Regions from separate parts of the Zea mays genome. Here region 1 is linked to region 2. A link is a contact called in public Hi-C data. All regions are on one chromosome and are shown on one strand. Each heading gives the region's core, a stretch centred on a gene start, on an enhancer-like site or on the middle of the called end of the contact. The rest is flanking DNA. Distances are from core to core; before and after follow the strand shown.

Region 1 (4,938 bases), core at 1,549-4,048, 230 kb after region 2:
GCACCTCTGGTCTGGCGCACCGGACTGTCCGGTGTGCCACCGGACATGTCCGGTGCACCAGAGGACTCCGACTTCAAACTCGTCACCTTCGGGAAATTCCAGAGGCGTCTCCGCTATAATTCACCGGACTGTCCGGTGTACACCGGACATGTCCGGTGCTCCAAGGAAGAGCGGCCTCCGGAACTCGCCAGCCTCGGGAATTCATCTCAGCTGCTCCGCTATAATTCACCGGACTGTCCGGTGTACACCGGACTGTCCGGTGTAACAGCGGGGCAACGACTATTTCGGCGCCAACGGCTACCTGCGACGCATTTAATGCGCGCGCAGCGCGCACAGAGGTCAGGCACGCCCATGCTGGCGCACCAGACAATCTACAGTGCATGTCCGGTGCGCCACCGGACATCAAGGCGGGCCCAGAAGTCAGAACTCCAACGGTCGGAACCCAACGGCTTTGGTGACGTGGCTGTCGCACCGGACATGTCCGGTGTGCACCGGACTGTCTGGTGCGCCATCGAACAGACAGCCTCACCAAACGGCTAGTTTGGTGGTTGGGGCTATAAATACCCCCAACCACCCACCATTCATGGCATCCAAGTTTTCCACTTCCCAACTACTTACAAGAGCTCTAGCATTCAATTCTAGACACACTCAAGAGATCAAATCCTCTCCAAATTCCACATAACGCCCTAGTGATTAGAGAGAGAGATTTGCTTGTGTTCTTTCGAGCTCTTGCGCTTGGATTGCCTTCTTCTTTTTTGATTCTTTCATAGCGATCAAACTCACTTGTAACTGAGGCAAGAGACACCAAACTTGTGGTGGTCCTTGTGGGAACTTTGTGTTCCAAGTGATTGAGAAGAGAAAGCTCATTCGGTCCGTGGGACCGTTTGAGAGAGGGTAAGGGTTGAAAGAGACCCGGCCTTTGTGGCCTCCTCAACGAGGAGTAGGTTTGAAAGAACCGAACCTCGGTAAAACAAATTCGCGTGTCTCACTTCATTATTCGCTTGCGATTTGTTTTGCACCCTCTCTCGTGGACTCTATTATATTTCTAACGCTAACCCAACTTGTAGTTGTGATTATTTTTGAGAATTTCAGTTTCGCCCTATTCACCCCCCCCCCTCTAGGCGACTTTCATAGTGCACGTGGGTCCCGCATATCAGTCTTTCTGTGCGGCCGTATGAAATGTGACTCCTCCCATTGTCATGAGCCCTACATCATCCTTCAGCGTGTCGTGGACATACACTCGATATGGTGTACTGTCCAATCCTTCTAGGTATTCGGGTCACTGATGGGATTCTGGCATTGAGTTCATCCGACGATCGGGGCGCATGGTATGTGTCTTGATGGCGACTACTCGACTCACCCTCGGTGTGTCGCATGTTTACTCGGGCGTGGCCTAAGGATGGCGCGTCCCATCATAGCCGACATGGGTCAGCTGCGTCGAGCTGGGTTTCTTTCTCGTGGGCCCACTTGGTGGTAACTCGGTTGTCCGCCCCACCTCGCAGACTTACTCAGTGGGGTCTTGGTCATCCGTTCCACCTTGCGAATTTGCTCGGCGGGGATTTGGTCGTCCGCCTCACCTTGCAGACTTGCTCGGCACGGACTTGGTTGTCCGCCTCCCGGACTTGCTCGGCGGGGACTTGGTCGTTCACCCCCTTGCAGACTTGCTAGGTGGGGACTTGGTTGTCCGCTCCGTCTCGCAAACTTGCTCGGTGGGGACTTGGGCGACCGCTCTGCCACGCAAATTTACTCGGTAAATAGGCCAAGAAAAGATTATAGGTCTTATTTTGGGTACCCCGTTCATAGGTACTCGCCACATATTTTCTAGGAACAAAACAAATTGTAGGAAAAAAACTTCTGTCGCCCATGTTTCAACAACCAAATGTTGTGCATCTACAACTCACACTCCCATCTCTAGGCTAGAGAAATTGTGTCCCTTCACATGTGAAAATTTCTAATGGTTTAGAAATTGTAAAATTAACATTGCTGAGTACTGGTACCATGCTAAGTGGAGATCCAAATGGCATTCAGGTATCTCCTGACCGTCAAAGGGTCCATAAAAATTAGGTCCTCTTAAAACAAAGGATTTTTATAAAACATAACAATAAAAAATACATAGAAATACAATGCCCTAGCACCTCAAATCACAAGATTTCTATGTTTATAAAGATAGCTTTGGAAGCAATGTGGAAAAGACATATAAGAACAAAACATTGAAATTGGAGCTTATTTTTATTTTCCTCCAAATTTTCTTTAATAGAAAGGTCCAATTTATAGAAATTTCAAAGAATTTATTAGAAGACATTGCTTAGATCGGTAGGGCTTATATGAATTTTCCCTATAGAGCTTGGATTCTTCAAAATTTCTATATTTTTATCGTTCAAAGGATCAAAATTTCTAGGCTATTACAAAGGAAGATTAGAGTGGTCAACGGAGATGCATGGGCCCACCGATGGATCCATGGCTGTGACTAATATTAGAATATTTTTAGCAAATCATGTATATAGTTGTTTAAAGTACTATTTCGTATAGTAGAGTGTAGTTTGAAATTAAGATAAATTTAGGGATATGATTGGTAAGGACCAGTGTTTTCTTTCCCAAAACGAAATCACCGAGTTTCGACGATATTTCTCGTTTTTTATACTCACCGAAAAACAAATTTCGGTCCGATTTTAAATAGATTTCGATTCAAAATATAAGAATATAAAAGTCAAAACAAAATTTGGATCAATGCAAACGAAATTGTGAAACCTATGGACTATGGAGACGGCATGAAAAAAAAATCTTTCTCGCCAGAGTGCGACGTCCGTGAGACCGTGACGACAAAATTTCTTCCTTCCCGTCGCCATCGCGCGGTAGCATCACCATACCTCTTCATCTCGCTCGCTGTCACTCCGCTCTGCGCGCTTGGGTCATGCGTGACTCACACCTACGCATTCTGTGAGTTCGGAATCAGATCCGATAGAGTTCCCAGAGTTAGAGTTAGCTCGGGTACAGTCCGTCGGTTGCCTCAAAGCTTATCCCGGCATCCCGCGGAATCTCGCTTTGCGATGAAACCATAGCTCCACCCAATTCTTGCGGCTTCAGAGAACCAGCGCTCCCTGCCGTCGCTGTCCCTCGTTCTCCCAGCGCCTCTCATTCAGTCATCCCTCCTCTCCGAACTGACCGATGCGGTTGGTGCCAAGGTTCCGGCCCTCTAATGCTGCTTGAACTCCAGCCTTCTAATGGGCGCGGCTCAGTTGGTGATTCTGTTCTTGGCCCTTGCCACTGCGGTGGGGGCGCCGCCGAGCGAGGTGGCCGTGGGCGCTCTCTTCACGTACGACTCCACGATTGGCCGCGCAGCGAAGCTCGCCATCGAGCTCGCCGTCGATGACGTCAACTCGGACGGCAAGGTCCTCCCGAGAACCCAACTCAATTTGGTGCCCCAGGATACCAACTGCAGCGGATTTCTTGGGACCATCGAAGGTTCGGTTTTCGTTTCCCCTCACTCTCTTTCCTTTTTTTTCTTTTGCCGAAGCTTCAGTAGCTCATGTCCATGTGCCAACAAGTTGGGCGGGGTGGCCTTTCAAAAAAATAAGTTTTCCCATTATTTGGATAGTTTTATTAAGAATTAGAATTCCTGCAGAGGTAGCAGGGGTAATTGAAATATTGAGGCCTCTTTGCATACAGAGATGTTTCAAAGTTTTGAGGAAATATTTACCCAGCAGCTGTTACAGTAGGCTTAATCCCTATTGTTTCATCTTTTATACTTCCTCCATTCTTTTTTATTCATCGTGGTTTAGTTAAAAAATATATTAATTAACGACAAATATTAAAGAAAAGAGGTATATTATCAGTAAATCATAAAAGAGGGTGGAGAAAGTCTATCTTACTATCCACGCTACAAAAATTATTTTCGTCTAAAACCTGAACAAAATTCTGACTTGATCCAAGAGAGAACTTTACTGTCACAAAAAAACATAGGAGACGAAGGGAGGGGCGTAGGTGGCACTGTTGCGGTAGAGCCGTGGAGCACTTCATTCGCGCTCCGTGAGTCGATAACCCTTGGCAACGGTTTAGCAAATGCGAGAATGATCTTCATTATTTTTTTGTTCGTGGTCAATGGTAATTGTTTTACTTGTGTCTGGTGTCGCTATAGCTCGTTGTCATTGCCTTTCTATTATTATATTCCTCTTCTGGGCTATAGATTGCCTATATTTTGGAGTTATTTTTTAGCTACCACTAAACACTAAACACTCAGTCCCAGTGTAGTTTAGTCAAACTAAGTTAGGTGCCCCAACTAATCTGATTTTTATATTTTTAATAATTACTTGGCCCGTGTTTCATGAGATGATTTGTTAATGTTAACTTTTCTGTTTGTCTTACTGACGGAGTGGTCAAATGGCGTACCTTGTGAAATCAGTTAGGCCCTGTTCGTTTCTCCCAGAATGGCCCTGGAATTTTTCAGGTTCATCAAAACTTACATAAATTAGAAAAGCAATGTGGCTCGGAATTGTTCCGGGTCACCGTTCCCACACAATCGAACGCCCCCTTAAGGTATTCTGTACGATGCAGGGAACATGTGTCAGCTGTTAGGCTATCTCCAACAAGCAACAACTTTACTCATCTTATCTCTTATTTTAAAATTCATTTTATAAACAGTGTAGACTATAGTGCAAAATTGTACATTCATATACCTCTGATGGCAACAGCCTTATTGATGGCGTGGTGGCGTAGCTTGTGAAATCCGTTAAGGTATTTTATAGGATGCAGGAAATTAGCTGTTACTGATGGAGTGGTACCACAAATGACCTTGTGAAATCGGTTAAGATATTCGTAGGATGTAGGAAACATGTCTCAGCTGTTAGGGAGCATCTAATTCCTCATTCAAGATTTTTCTTTTCTCAAGTTTGAGCACCAGAATAAAGTAAAATATATAGGTTTATTGGGACTGTTTCTTTA
Region 2 (5,029 bases), core at 204-2,703:
CTGTCCCTACTACCGGCCGCCGAATACGAGCTCGACGCCTTGTCCGATGGCCGTGCCGTTGGCGGCGGCGGCGGCGGCGCTGTTGTCTGGTTCCCCTGATCTTGCTCGAATCGCCTACTTCCTCTCTTCTCTGACGGTTTCCGGGTGAAACTGAAGTCCTTCCTTACGCGTAGTGCAGGATCAGCGAGAGCAGGGAGCCTTTCGTCTGAGGCCGCACCCTCTGCTGGTGCTGGCTTCTTCTGAGCCGGTCTTAGTGGCCGTTTCACTGACACGTTAGCTGAAATTTCACCCCGGGCCATGCATATGATGCCAGCAGAAAGCAAAAGAAAAGTTCGAAATCAAAATTCCAGTTATTAGATATATATATATATATAGTATGTACCCTGTTCATCTTGGTAGTCATCGTCTATGGGCTCTTTGCCAGTGAACCATCTCGAGGAAGAGGACCTTCTGCCTTCGAAATTTGGCTTCTCCAGGCTCTCGCCTCTCTTGGTTGTGCGTGCTGACTTGCTGGACTGCTTGTTTCCACGCGCAAGCCTGTCCGCGGCAGCATACGGCGTGCTCTCTTGAGACGCTGACAGCCTCTCCTCTCGCGCGGCGATGGCGTAGGCGACTGCTGCCACCGTGGCCGCGTACGCCGCGTCGTACTCCTCTGCCGCATCACTCGCTAAAACAGAAATGCGAGAGCCTGCATTAGACATCAGTCACCTGCCTCGCCAGTTTTTTAACCGTCGCGGAAGCTTATTTTAGTTTCACCTCTGCGTGAACTCGTCCTTCGCTGTGATGGTAGTGGTACTGTCTCGCCGCCCTGCCTCACCCCAGAGAAGCTGACCCTGTGCATGCGAAGAGCAAAGCAAACGCCACATATATATGGTTATGAATTTGAGCACCAAGATGGACCGGAGGATTGGAGGCAGAACACCAAGCCGGATGAAGCGACAAAGGCCTCTTGCAATTTTTACTACCTCAGATGTTTCAGGTCGTCGTCCATGGTGCATGCAAAAACAACAATTCGTGAACAAAGCAAATTAAAAGCTCGATCTTTGCGTACGTGTAATGCTTAAGCAAGCTTTGTACTTGAACGCTATATAGAGAGGATCTGAGGAGGAGGAGGAGGAGGTTAGAGAGGGTATCAAGGTAAGTAAGAGCTGAAATACACGACACGAAAGCGCTAGTCTCGGAGGCACGGAATGCAGACGAGGCGGGGGCAGGGCGGATCAGAATCACTTTGCCCAGTTGAAATCTCAAAGAATCGTTCAATCCAGGGCAACCTTTTGCTTGCCCGGCCGATGGATTAGGAGAAATTCTTTCCTTGTCTTGCTAAGCCACATCATGCGTGAGCGTGACCTTGACTGATCACTCCTGCTGCATAGTACCACAGTGCACACGCACATTCCGATCCATCCGATACGGTCTTCAATGCAAGCTTGACGTGCCGTCCGGTCCCGTCCATCGGAGGCTCAGGCTCCTCTGATCTTGACGTGCAGGTCAGATGGCAGCTAGCACAGTAACAGCGCGATCGAACAACAGAGAAAAGCAGAACCACTCAACCACACACAGTGCTCGTTCGCAGGCTCACCTCAACACGGCCGTCCGATGGCGACGGCTACTGTGCCGTCCCCTGACAACGGTCACGACAAGGCTACCACGTCATCCTCACCTCACCGGTTGGCTGGCGCTGGCCATAGCCGTCGTCTTCTCTCTAGCTAGCTAACCCCTCCTCATTCCTTGCGCACCTCAAAACCAGCGCCTCTCATTCATTCCTCCTCTGCTTTCTTCTTCCCAAGCAACGTACTAACCGATGCGACTGGCGGTTCTGGTGCTCCCGGCGGCGGCGGCGGCGCCCATCGTGCTCTAGACTAGCCAAAGGCAAGCGCTTGGGTGGGGATTAATGATGGGCGGTGTGGCTCAGTTGGTGGTGGTGGCTGCGCTCTTGGCCACTGCGGCCGCCGCGCCGACGGCGGCGGCGGCGGGGGCACTGCCAAGCGAGGTGGCCGTGGGCGCCCTCTTCACGTACGACTCCACGATTGGCCGCGCCGCGCAGCTCGCCATCGAGCTCGCCGTCGACGACGTTAACGCGGACGACAAGGTGCTCGCGTGGACCAAGCTCAACTTGGTGTCTATGGACACCAACTGCAGCGGCTTCCTCGGCACCATCAAAGGTTGGGTCTTTTCCGGTCCGCTTCGTCTATCTTTTTTCTCTTTCATGCATGTGTCAATTAAGGATTAGAACTTTCACAAAAGTTTTTTTCCAAAGATGTTTTAGAGACGGTTGTGCTAAGTAAAATGCTCCCAAAAATACAGATATTTTCAGAGATGAACGACTAGACTACTGAGCTCCACTTTTTCGAGCTTTTCTAAATCGTGTCTTTAGATCATAAGCAACCAATAAAAGAAGATAAATGAATATGACCATTAAGTAACGAAGGTAATATGTAAAACAAGAAGAACAAATATATCACTCATCTAAATAAGCACACTTTACATTTCACCTTATCCCCTACAATGCAACAAATGATTACAATCATATCTTCGACTTTACACAACTGATAGCTCAAAGGTAGTTTTGAAGGTTGAGCTAGACGAATCTATGGACTCTCTAAAACGTGATTTATATATGATATTTGTTGGGGACTTGTTCTCAAATAATATGAGTTAAGAACAAGGCAACACAGAATGTTAAGGTTAATACCCTTCGTCCCTCGAAACATTAACTCTCTTAGGATATAATAATCTTCAGACGAAGGTCATGAAAAAGTAACTTCATCATCACAATATATGTTAATGAAAGGAGAAACATACAAAATATGAGAGATAGGACGGATAATCATATAGCATTATCAATATAACTTCATTATATCATCATAGATAAATAAGAACAATATTGAATTACATTTATACCTTCGGCTTGACAGAAGGCAAAAAGTTCAAGCGTGACGCACGAGCGAATACAAGTCAGCGTGAACAGTACGAGGGTACTGTTCATCTATTTATAGGCACAGGACGCAACCTGTGTAAATTTACATCCATGCCCTTCATATTTACTATTGACTTATGGTCAACCCAACGGAGATTAGATGGTTTTTTCCCCTTTAAGTCGGTTCCTTTTTCCGCCATTGAGTCGAAGCTATTTTGCGCTTAGCTTCGAAGCAACATCAGCCTTCGTCTCGTCCATGCTTTTCACATCGTGTATGCTTTTAACCTAAGTCCGAAGGTACCTGTTCATATGTTACACTTGGAAAACATTGTTAAACCATGTTTTTGAGGACCTTCGGAAGACGAAGCCCTTCAACAATATTGTTAATGTATTTGTAGGGGAGAGGTACAATTTTGGACGAAATTACAAATATATCCTCACATCTTATACATAATTAGTAGTTACTACAAATACAAACACTATGAGGGCAATATCGTACTTCTCCATCCACATTTCTTTCGGACAAGTCTTCCACGATTCTTATCTTCGTCTCTTGCTTCGTCAGCCACAACTCCCCCCGAAGTTGTCTTTCGGCATCAACTGGCTCAACACTCTTGTGATTCATATTTTTCTTACCTTCGTCCCTATTATTAGAGATGGCCAAACGGGCCGCCCGGCCCAGACCCGGGCCGCCAGGCACGGTTAGGAAACTGGGCCGGCCCTTCTAAACCCGCGGGCTTGATTCTCTGCTCGAGCCCGGTCCGCAGCAGGCCTAAACGGGTCGGGCCGGCCTATTTAGCACGAAAAAAGCGGACCGAAGCGGGCTAAGTGGGCCAAAAAACACGTTTTAGTGCAAAAAAGTGGACTTAACGTGCTTAGAGGTAAACGGGCCGTGTCGGGCTAACCCACCGTGCCTAGTTCCTGCCCGAGCCCGACCCGCTTATTCGTGCCGGGCCGATCCGAGCCCGCATAGAACCGAACCGTGCCGGACTCGGACCGGACTCAAACAGCGGGCTTCGTGCCGGGCTCATGGACCTCGTGCTTATTGGCCATCTATACCTGTTATTAGCTTCAACTTGATGAGGAGGTGAACACTACTATCTAAAACTTGCCTTTCACAATGAAGTTAGTAACCTGTAGAGACCTTCGGCGAAGTCCATCCAATATTACCAAGAATATTACGTTGACCTTATTTCTCACCAATATATAGAAGAGAAAATGACAAAAGAACAGCGGTGGAGTGGTACCATAATGGCATAACTTATGAAATTCCAGCTAATCAAACCTTATGTAATTAGACAAGTAATTCAACTAGGAATCCGAGTGCTCAATCCTCAGAACCAAATAGATCCTAAGCTGTTTTGTAAGATGTAAAAGATATATTTTAGATGTTTGGGAGCATCAAATTCTTTATTTTATTCTAATGGAAGATTCATATTTCTTTGCGTCATGTTTGAACCCCAGAATAAAGTAAAACGAATAGGTCTCCTGCAGACTTCTTTTTTGTTTTAACACAATGCAACAACTAGTTTTCCTTTTTCTTTCATCATAAAGTAAAAAATTTAATCCGTTCTTTTGTTGAATCTTATAGCAACGACTCGTTTATTTTGATTCGGCACAAGATAATGCTCCCGATTCAAAATTTTATCCCATTCGAGCCCACAAACATTTCTTCTGCAGCGCCGTCGCCGCTCGGCTCGTCTCCGCCTGCGGCAGCTCTCCTGCACTGCAACCACCGCCAAAGCCGTGGTCGCTTCCCGACGTTCGAGCTCGCGCCATGGCCGCTCCTCGACGCCCGCCGCCGCGTCGTCACTGCCATCTGCACTCCCTGCTGCCACCGCCGCGTCGTCGCCGCCCTCCCCGCCGCCTGCGCGTTCCACACCGGCGCCGCATGCACCCTCTCCATGTCCACTGCCATGTTTAACCGGTTGGGGAAATTTTGTTCAGACTTACTCAAATTTCATTCAAATTTGTAGTGGATACCGCGCGAAGTTTCTGAATCTCGTCCAGTTCGGTGGGCTCCGGAATTCTTTCAGAAAAGGATCCCAGAACCTTGGCTACGAGCAGAACAAACCTCGGTTCTCGAATATTTATCGCATACTAATTTATTTT

Evidence for each region. Hi-C and Micro-C count contacts between places; a contact is called where the count stands out from the background.
Region 1: a contact with region 2 is called in a Hi-C map of ear, with 3 times the contacts expected there. The contact joins the promoter of LOC103626312 here to the promoter of LOC103626311 in region 2. A contact is called at or near these places in 7 of 25 Hi-C or Micro-C datasets (ear, endosperm, leaf and 2 more).

What each region holds. Positions count from the first base shown.
Region 1 is chr5:48,421,791-48,426,728 of Zm-B73-REFERENCE-NAM-5.0, forward strand. It overlaps LOC103626312 (glutamate receptor 3.4), which reads left to right and starts at 2,799. Exons shown (of 6, transcript XM_020538335.2): 1 at 2,799-3,462. The coding sequence starts at 3,222.
Region 2 is chr5:48,196,170-48,201,198 of Zm-B73-REFERENCE-NAM-5.0, forward strand. It overlaps LOC103626311 (glutamate receptor 3.5), which reads left to right and starts at 1,454. Exons shown (of 6, transcript XM_008646703.4): 1 at 1,454-2,162. The coding sequence starts at 1,892. LOC100193618 (Remorin family protein) reads right to left here and starts at 1,045. Exons shown (of 6, transcript NM_001138719.1): 1 at 966-1,045; 2 at 757-833; 3 at 383-667; 4 at 1-277. The coding sequence starts at 991.